Linked DNA regions of Sus scrofa: region 2 is linked to region 1. A link is a contact called in public HiChIP or PLAC-seq data. All regions are on one chromosome and are shown on one strand. Each heading gives the region's core, a stretch centred on a gene start, on an enhancer-like site or on the middle of the called end of the contact. The rest is flanking DNA. Distances are from core to core; before and after follow the strand shown. Region 1 overlaps ZFHX3 (zinc finger homeobox protein 3). Region 2 has its middle 23 kb from the start of ZFHX3.

Region 1 (4,618 bases), core at 1,502-4,001:
AACTTTTTTTTTTTTAAACTGTGCATCCCTCCTCTTGCCTTATCTGTGCATTGGAAGTTAATCGGCTACTCACGTTGTGGCTGTTTTCTCCCTACCCCACCTCTTTTGAAAGCTGTGGGGGGTTTTTTTGTTTTGTTTTTTGGTTTAATGAACTAAATGGCTAAATCTGGGGGTCTCTGATTACAGCTCTGAGTTAGTAAGTGGGAGGAGTGGCCTCCCTCCTTGATTTGAAAGAGGCAAGACTTAATGTGAAACAATCTTTAACATCTGAAATGATGTGCAAAGTATGTGCAACAGAAAAGAAAAAAAATCTCACCGAGTTCATTGCCTGCCTGATGATGAGATCAGCGTGAGCAGATCTGGAAGGTATACTTGAGAAACAGAGCAGCTCTTTGTCATTTGAATGGTGAATTTCATGACTCCTAGGAGGATTGAGTTTGGGCAACGAAAGTCTCATGCTGGTGTCTTAAGAGGCAGGTAAGGAATGTGTCCGCAGCTGCTGTTTGGAAACACCTATGAGATGAAATGCAAATCAATGGCAGTAACATGCTAAGGTTGCAAATTCGAACACAAATGAGGAAAGGCAAAAGGAAGTTTTGCATAGCAACACTCGCTTCACATGTGGTGGCTCTTACTTCCAAATATGATATTCTCACACGCAGGATGTGGGGCCTTACTGTGCCCCTCCATTATATTAGTCCTTGGGTAAAATTTTACATTTTACAACCATCGCCTGCGAGTCTTTTGCATTTCTCGAGCTCTCGGATGTAGGTAACAATTCTGTCATTTATCTTCTGGATCATCATCACCTTCCTTATTTTGGAAGCCTACGGACATTATCTTTGTTTTCTTCCCTAGTGGGTTTTATGGGTATTTCTAGATGGTATCACTTCTGAGCCATTATTCACAGTGGGCAATGGCAGGTGGAGGCAAACGCCAGTTTTCGTTTGGTTGCTGGAGATCTTGGTTCCCGTCATCTTCCCCGCCTTTTCAGTTTTGAAATGTTCTTCCTATTTCATGTGCAGCCTGTGCCCTGGTCATTTTGGGCATTGGGACTTTCACTGGCTTCCAGATGCTTTGGACCTACAAAGCCTGTCTTTAAGAGTAGATCATAAAGGATTCCTTACCCCCCCCTTTAAAAAAAAATGTCCCCCCCCCAATTCTAGATAGTTTGAGGAAGGTGTTCAAGAAGCATCTTAAAGGAGCACTTGATCAGATACCACCTCTCCCTGGGCATGGTTTAGAGTGGGCAGGAAGCTCTGTTTGCAAGGGATGACGTGGGAAGTATGCTAGAGTATATATGCATGTATGATTTTTTTTCAGTGAAGGTTTCTTGCCCTCTGTCCCCCTTTTCATGTTGGGGGTCTCGGAGCCCAGCGCCTCTCCGTGACTGTGGTTGATTCAGCATAATTGATGCCGTCTCATTTCCCACAGCTGATGAGGATTATATCAGCTTGGTTTAACAGTCTCATTTTCTGCTCCCAGTGCACACTTGTTTTAATGTGTTTCAGTTAATGAGGTAGAAGAGAGAACGAGGTGTCACTGTTGATACACAGAGAGTGAGCTGGTGCCGAGAGCCCCGCCACAGCTCACGTGGCCCCAGGCGTCCCCGGGGGACGGGTCCCGCAGAGCAAAGCCACCTTTCCGGAGCCCGGTTGTTTGTGGCGAATGCAGATAATGACGACTCCCTGTCAGCTTCGCCAGCTAGTCGTCTTCATACCCCTTCTCCCTCCTTGGTGTTGTCTGGCACTTGTCATGATCACAAGTCGTAACATGGCTCAGGTCTTGGGGTGCCGTCAGGAGTGTTGACCGGCACCCCTCTTCCCCCCTCTGAAAAGCTTTGCTAAACTCTCAAGTTCCATCCACCGGCCTCACACCCCTAGGTGGGCCCCTCCCCAAGTGACAGTCTGTTCCTTTGAAGTAACGCATGTAAAACCGTCCTCAGGAGTCCAGGGGGAACATACCTGTGTGCGGGGACTATGGAGAGTCTGAGTCAGACCCTCAGAGTTTGTATTTCAGGTCAGAACAGCACTGTGGTAAGGGCAGCAGAAGAGGTGGAAGAAACTTCCAGGGGTGATTTTCTTTGAGCAGGAGTCTGGTTTGGGTCATGACGCTGCTGTCGCTCCTTGGGGATGTGGGCCCCGGAGGTAGGAGGCCGGCCTGATGGAGGTGCAGGCACACCCCCACCCCCGTCCCCACCCCTGCCCCTTCTTGGAGATCCTCAGTGAGCAGGCTGCTGCCTCCGGGCCAGAAGCCAGGGCTGGTGGGCCTTTTGCGTATATTCAAATCGCCAGCTTCCGGACACGTGGGAAGTAGAAGGAGTGCCAGGGGCCCAGCAAAGGGGACCTTGCCCTGTTCAGAACCACCCTGAGCCCCTCTGTGCCAGGACAGGCTCTCGTGCCCCCATGCCCACTTCTGCCATGTTTCACCAAAGCCCTTTCCTTTCCTCCTCTCTCTCTCTCTCTGGGGTTCCCTGAATGGTTAAACCTGTCCCCTGGCTTTGGCATCGTGCCAGCCACTTGGGGCGGCGCGCAGCTGGAGGCCCCCAGCACATCCCGGCTTCCCGAAGGCACAGCGGCCGTGGGTTTCAGCAGGAATTAAACAATTACTAAGACTTAGTCCTCCCCACCTTCCATGGATTGACTCTATAAATTGTCAGCCTGTTGACATTTTAATGCGAATTATGTCATGTGGTATCCCCTTTGATTTCGACATGCCTCAGTTTGTAAATACATGAGCCACTGAAAGGCTTGTGGTTAGTGTACACGCCGGAGGCCCCAGGGTTTTTGGTGGGGGAGAGCGTGCTGCTGAGCACACAGTGCTGGAAGCGTGCCTGGTGTGGAAAGCCTTGCACAACCACCCCAGCGGTGCGGGGGGCCCTGCCGGGAGCCCCAGTGCCATGCTGCTCGCCTTCTGGGCAGCAGGAAGGCCACCACAGCCTTTAGGATCAAGTCACAGAGTATTTTCCTTGGATGTATTGATGGCTGAGCGTTTGCCCAAAGTCCCCATGCAGCTTTGTTCCAAATTCCATGAAGCATGTCACCTCCTGCATCACCAGTGCCTGGAGAACTGACTTGTTCTAGGTAACAGAACAAACGGGAGGGCAAGGGACCATTACCTGGAGCAGGTGTTGCCCTGGGAAGGGAGCCACTGCTCCGGTGGGGAAATGATTCCAGAAGGCTTCTTAAAGAAATGATTGATGGGGATTGAGAAGTTGGGGAGAAAAAAAAAAGGTATGGTGTAAGGATTATTAAGATGTAGAAAGGAAAGAGGAATCGAAGATTCTGGATGTTCAGGTTCTAAAAGTGAAACTAAGGGAGGACCTGTTGAGATAGATTTTAAGAGGCAATTTTCCAGTGAGAACAATCCAGAACCCCTGTGCTTAGGACTCTGCTCCAGTCCACTGTGCTACACACCCTATTTTCTAGCTTCTGATCTCTCCTTAATTTGAGACCTTCCTTTAAAAACCCCGATGGGTCCGACGTCTTGGCGGTGCTCTGGGTGTAGAAGGTCAGTGCTCAGCAAAGTTGGCATTAGCCATTTCGAGGTTGGATGTGCTGTGCCCGGAGGAGGCGGGCGGGGAGGACATCATCGGTAGACCCTAGGGATGGACGAGGTAGGAAGCCTGGTTTCTGCTTGGTGCAGCCGGGGCGTGAAATCGCTCCTCCTCTGAACCCAACAACCGCTGGGCCTGCTGTTCGTGTTGCAGTTTGGCTGACTTACAAAAATGTCATGGGATCTTTAATGGCCATGGGTGGTCGGGACCTATTTCCCACGTGCTGAGTAATTCCAGTTTCATGTGTGAATAATGCCCATATTAAAGCAATTAGAGCTACGCATAATCTGAAAAGGAAGAAGGGACCAAATTCCTGTTGATCACAGACACTTGCAGCTCATGGATTGCTCCGGTAACTTCCGCCAGTGCCTGAAATAGTTTGCGATGGGTTCTGGATCTCAATTCTTTTTTTTTTTTTTCCTGTATTTTCTAGGGCCGCACCCGCAGCATATGGAGGTTCCCAGGCTAGGGGTCGAATTGGAGCTGCAGCCGCCGGCCTGCACCGGAGCCACAGCAACGTAGGATCTTAGCCGTGTCTGCGACCTACACCACAGCTCATGGCAATGCGGGATCCTTAACCCACTGAGCAAGGCCAGGGATCAAACCTGCAACCTCATGGTTCCTAGTCGGATTCGTTTCCACTGAGCCACGATGGATGGGAACTCCTTCAATTCATTTTTTAAAAGTTGTAATACGGACAAGTGGTTTGGAAAGCAGAGTTGCTGTGGCGAGCCTATCTTTTGCCTCCTCTGTGGATTTATCTGGCTTTTCTTACTTGGGGAAGGAAGTGAGTAAGAGGGTGGGATGAAGTGAGAGAGAGGGCAAGAGTGAGGAGTGTGAGAGAGACACAGAAGTCGCCTTCCTTTGGGGCGCTGTTTAGTAGGAGACCGTAAGAAATTATATGTGGTCCCCCTCCCACGTCTAGTTAGAGTTTAGCTGTGAGAGTGTATGAGAAATACAATGACCAGACAGTATAATCATCATGGCCCATAAGAACATTACTCTTGGCTAAGTACAAAAAAAGTTCCAATTGATGTGTCCTCCTGCCCCCCAATCAGAAAA
Region 2 (4,730 bases), core at 1,235-3,734, 130 kb before region 1:
TGTAAACAAATCCAGAATAGCTACCCAGACAGCTGAATATGAGCAACTAGATGAGGTGGACTTCAACATGGGGGCAGGGGCAGGTCCATGTGAGGTGGTGAGCCTGAGCTAGACTCGAGGATGGGGAAAGGACTTCCCAGATGTCCTTTCCCAGATCTATCCAAGGTGGAAAGATCTAGAACCCTTCTATGTTTTCTGCATAATTCCCATCACCCTCTATCCCTTCTCTCTACCACTTGGCCTTCACTTTGACAACTGATGATAATTTTGCAGCAGAGACTCCATGACATAGGCACCTCAAGCGCACAGCCAGGAACCTGTGCTCCCTCTCATTCAGGAAGGACTCTATAAATGTTCATGGAGAAGAGAAGAATGACATTGAATGATGTCGACACCACTTTATGCTGGTTTCAAAAGCCACAGAAATCATTCATTGACCAACAGTGCTATCTATCTATCTACCTCACTGACGAATCAAAACAGCAAGTCCTTGGCCTATAACATTTCGACGTTTAAAACTAGAACTTCTACAACATATAGAAAGTTCTGGATTTCCAGCATGTCCAAAGAGGGTTTAGATCCTCACATGCCTGAGGAGACATATCTGTAACCGGACCTACTGAACCAGACCCTTCTGCCAGCATTGTACATTGATCTGTGACAAGGGCTCCAGAAGGTAACCTCATAATATCCGAATTTTCTCCTTACTGGCTGCCAGGACTTTTTTTTTTTTTTTTTTTTTTTTTTTGCTTTTGCTTTTTAGGGCTGCACCTGCGGCATATGGAGGTGCCCAGGCTAGGGGTCAAATCAGAGCTGCAGCTGCCGGCCTGCACCACAGCCACAGCAATGCCACTAGGGCCATGTTAACACACACAGTACTGGAAATGTTCCTCCAGAAACAGGCGTGTAGAGATGCCTGGTGGCTCAGTGGGTGAAGGACCCAATGTTGTCACTGCTGTGGCACAGGTTCGATCCCTGGCCCAGGAAATTCTGCATTCCTCAGGCATGGCCAAAAGAAAAAGAAAAAAAAAAATAGGAATACATGTGCACATTGAAGACAAGGACTGTTTTGGTGTTGAAAGTCCCTTCTCTAAATTTTACTAGGGTCCTCTCCCACAGGATGTTGTATTTCTGATTGTCCATATAATCCAGTGGTAAAAATGCCCATGAACGCACATCCCCCTGGTAGAGCTCCATCTTTATGCGTGTTGGGGATTATGAGTTCACGTCTGAAAGAATGATTCCTGAATGGCCTCACCTCTGCATGACCTCCCCATTCCCCCTTCTGCTGCACTGGCTCATCCCAACCCACAAGGTGTACGAACCCAGCAGAGAACAGCCTGGGGTGAGAGGTGGGAGCAGAAGGGCAGATGAGCATGTGTGTTCTGACCCTTGGCCGGGCCAGCCATTCCATGATTCTGCCCTGGTTGTTTCACCCTCTGGCCTCACTCCCTTGTGCTCTTCTTTTGAAGCAGTTTCCAGGGGGCACCCTACGGCCACCTTTCTGTAAGGGTAAATAAACTGTTGGAGGCCCCCGTGTCTTTATTAAACAGTTCCTCTAAATGGTGTGCTCCAGCTCTGTGCCCACGTGCACCAAGCAAGCTTTCTGGGAGCAACCCCAGAGCCCTGACACAGGTTCCTTGAGTAAACAACCCTTTGAACAGGGTGGGAGGCACCTGCCTGGATGCCTTCCTCCCTGCCTCCTGTGTCTTTCCAGTTCCCAGGGTCCCAGGTTGGAAGGATGCTGAGCTGCCTCCTACGCCCCCTGGGCAAAATGAGGAGCCGAGGGACACATGCTCCCCACCCCCCACCCTGCACAAGGCCAAGGGCCGCCAGGATATGGGTCTGGCTGCGGGGAGGGAAGGGGGTCTGTGGAAATGCCAGAGGGAACCTGGAAGAGGGAAGGTGGAAAAGAAAAAAAGAAGGCCTGTTTGACCAACCCCCCAACACCTACATCTCCAAGCCCACTGGAGCAGGAAATTGAGGGGCTGGACGCGCAGCCTTGCTCTGCCCTTCCCCCACCCTGGATCTGGAAGGTTTTCTAAGCCTTCCAGACTTTTTTTTTTTTTTTTAAAGAAATCTCCAACCTATAGAGAAAGAGGAAGTGTATTTTTAAAACAGAGTGAAGACTCAATGGCCACAGATCTGAAAGAATAAAAGAGGAAGAAAGGCTTATTGAAGGAAAGGAAAAGGGCATGGAGGAGTGTGTGTGTGTGTGTGTGCGCGTGTGTGCGCGCGCGCGCACGTGTGTGTGTGTGTCCGTCCAGGACGGTCTAGGAGAGAGCCTGCAAGGAAAGAGAAAACAAAGGAAAGTGTGCCAGGAGAAAGACAGAGAAATAAGTGGGAGAAGGCGCGAGTGGTGGGGGAGGAGGCCGGTGGCGAGAGAGGGATGGATGCCGGAATGCGGCGGCGGCGCGGCGCTGGGAGGGACGGAGGGACGAGGGGGGGAGGCCGCACATGTGAGAGAGACAATGATGTCAGCATTTCCTTCTGGATTGGTCACGTGGTCCCTGCCAGGTAAACAGACTGGAAATAGACTCCATAAAGGCCGAGCCTGCTGGGGGGGGGGGGGGGAGGGCGGGAGGCGCTGCCGTTTCACCCTTTCCTCTCTGCGGCGTCCGAAACAGAGGGTTGTTTTTTTTGTTTTGTTTTTTTTTTTTGCACGTTTGTGACAAGGTGGTCTCCGAGTGGAACTACATTTTTACGAGCCCCAAGAATATGACTCAGGGAGGGAAAGCTACTTGCTTTTAAAATTAGCTCAAGGAGTTCAGAGACATTTTGATTTTTTAAAAAAGCATGGAGGTTGGGATGAATGGAAATTCAAGCTCAGATGCTGTGGGGCGGGGGAGCTCGGGGTGATGCTGATCCTCGTCTGTCTCCTTTGGAAGAGGGTCAGATAGGTCTAGATTAAGGGTGGATTGGAAGGCTGCAGTTTAGAACGGAAGGATCAGATGCTGTGATTATCAAGATTAGGAAAAAGAAAATGCTAACAGACTCAAGGTGACTATTTTAAGGGCGTTTGATACAGCTCGGTATGTGACTGTGGTGCCACAGGAGGAATTGAGACCCCATGGAAGAGATTAGGTGGAAAAAAAAAAAAGAAAAAGCAAGTTACTGTGACTTCAAATAGAGTTTTTTGTTTTTTAGGTTTTTTTTTTTTTTTTTCCAAAATGATGTAAAACAGCTCCCAAGCAAAACAGGGCAGGGCATCTTAGATGTCTGGAAACTTTATCTGAAAAGCAGAGTGGATGGGACAGGTAAATTTTCCACCTGGAAAGCTCTAGAATCCAACATGGCAGGGGTGAGGAGAGGTGTATGGCTCTTTTTTTCAAATTCCTGGATGAATTCCCCAAGAGGTTGCGGGTTCGATCCTGGCCTTGCTCAGGGGGTGCAGGATCCGGCGTTGCCATGAGCTGTGGTGTAGGTCGCAGACGTGGCTCGGATCTGGTGTGGCTGTGGCTGTGGCCTAGGCTGGTGGGCTACAGCTCCAATTAGACCGCTAGCCTGGGAACCTCCATACGCCTCGGGTGCAGCCCCAGAAAAGACAAAAAAACAAATTCCTGGAAACAGGACCTTTGCATCTCTGATGGAATAGCTTAGTGAGGTCATTCTTTGAATAATTTTGAATTGAAAGGAACTACCTTATTTTGGTCATAATTTTCTCTGTCCTCGTGGGAATTTGGCCAAAGCCTGTGGGAAGGAGAGTGACCAGCTCTCCTCAATCAGTTTTCTAGGATGGAGGGCATTCCTGGGGTCAGTTTTAAATATAGGACCATCTTGGGCAAAGTGGGACCAGTTGGTCACAGTATCGGGAGGCCTAGTCTAGTGGGAATAGAAATAAGAAGATAACTTGTCCCCACCGTGGCCCACCAACAAACAAAACAAAGTCCTCTCACTCTTTTTCTCCTCCTTTCTCCTTGCTCTCATTTCATTCCTTTCCCTCAGCCTTCCCTGATGCTTGCAGAGCAGGGAGCACTGCAAGGGGAACTGGAGTGTCTGTGACGGTGTCCCCGAACTTGGGAGTCGGCAGAATATAGCTAAGGTGAACAGATGGCTTTAGTTGCACCTGGAAAAAGAGAGAGAAAAATGTGCATCCTTGCTGCTTCTCCCTCATCTGTGCCTGCCTTCAACATCCCCCTTTCCTTGGGGGGAGGGGAGGTCCCCTCCGTGTCACAAGTGTACTTTCAGCTCTTGGGTTGAAAGATAGATATTTGATACCCCTCTCCGTTAACAAAATACGTCACTCGGACAAGACTCCCAGCCCAGGGTTATTTTTGCAGCATTATGTAACTGGATTGCCTGCTCAGGAGTACTTCCTTAACAAGGCTTTCAGCAGCCCCTCGGCAGGGGCCTGGCCGGCCCTGCCCAGTTGCACACACTCACACTTGTGCAGTTTCAGCCCAGGTCAACCCGGCTAAACATAGCTAGGAGACATCAGCTTTCACCAGCTCTGCCTACCACGTCCCCTGGCTGCAGAGCCCCTAGAAGCAGTGTTTCAGTGGCTGGTAGCCAGAGGTTGGGGAAGACCCTCCCAGGGCAAATCTCATATCCACAGAGCAGGTGTTCTTGTTCTGAGGGAGCTGCAGGCCTGCAGCTATACAGACCCTCCCCGATTTCACCCCACCCAACCCAGAGCTTCCTGCCCCACCAAGGCCTGCAAAACTGAGCTCCTGGGCCAGCCTTAGAGTGACCAGGGGACCCTCCAGAGGCCTGCCATTTGGCTGTCGCTG

The links. HiChIP or PLAC-seq counts read pairs in DNA pulled down with a chosen protein or histone mark.
Region 2: a contact with region 1 is called in an H3K27ac HiChIP or PLAC-seq map of alveolar macrophages. The contact joins two enhancer-like sites. A contact is called at or near these places in 1 of 47 Hi-C or Micro-C datasets (skeletal muscle) and 2 of 2 datasets of contacts at active chromatin or transcription factors (alveolar macrophages and skeletal muscle).

The regions. Positions count from the first base shown.
Region 1 is chr6:15,829,049-15,833,666 of Sscrofa11.1, reverse strand. All of the region lies in intron 3 of ZFHX3 (zinc finger homeobox protein 3), which reads left to right. Among named protein-coding and RNA genes, the nearest start is that of ZFHX3, 110 kb to the left of the region's middle. Within about 2 kb of position 2,751, at least 13 of the 83 cell types and tissues checked have an H3K27ac peak or open chromatin away from gene starts, as enhancers often do. A contact at or near this core is called in alveolar macrophages, where this site is marked.
Region 2 is chr6:15,961,830-15,966,559 of Sscrofa11.1, reverse strand. No RefSeq gene overlaps it. Among named protein-coding and RNA genes, the nearest start is that of ZFHX3, 23 kb to the right of the region's middle. Within about 2 kb of position 2,484, at least 47 of the 83 cell types and tissues checked have an H3K27ac peak or open chromatin away from gene starts, as enhancers often do. A contact at or near this core is called in alveolar macrophages, where this site is marked.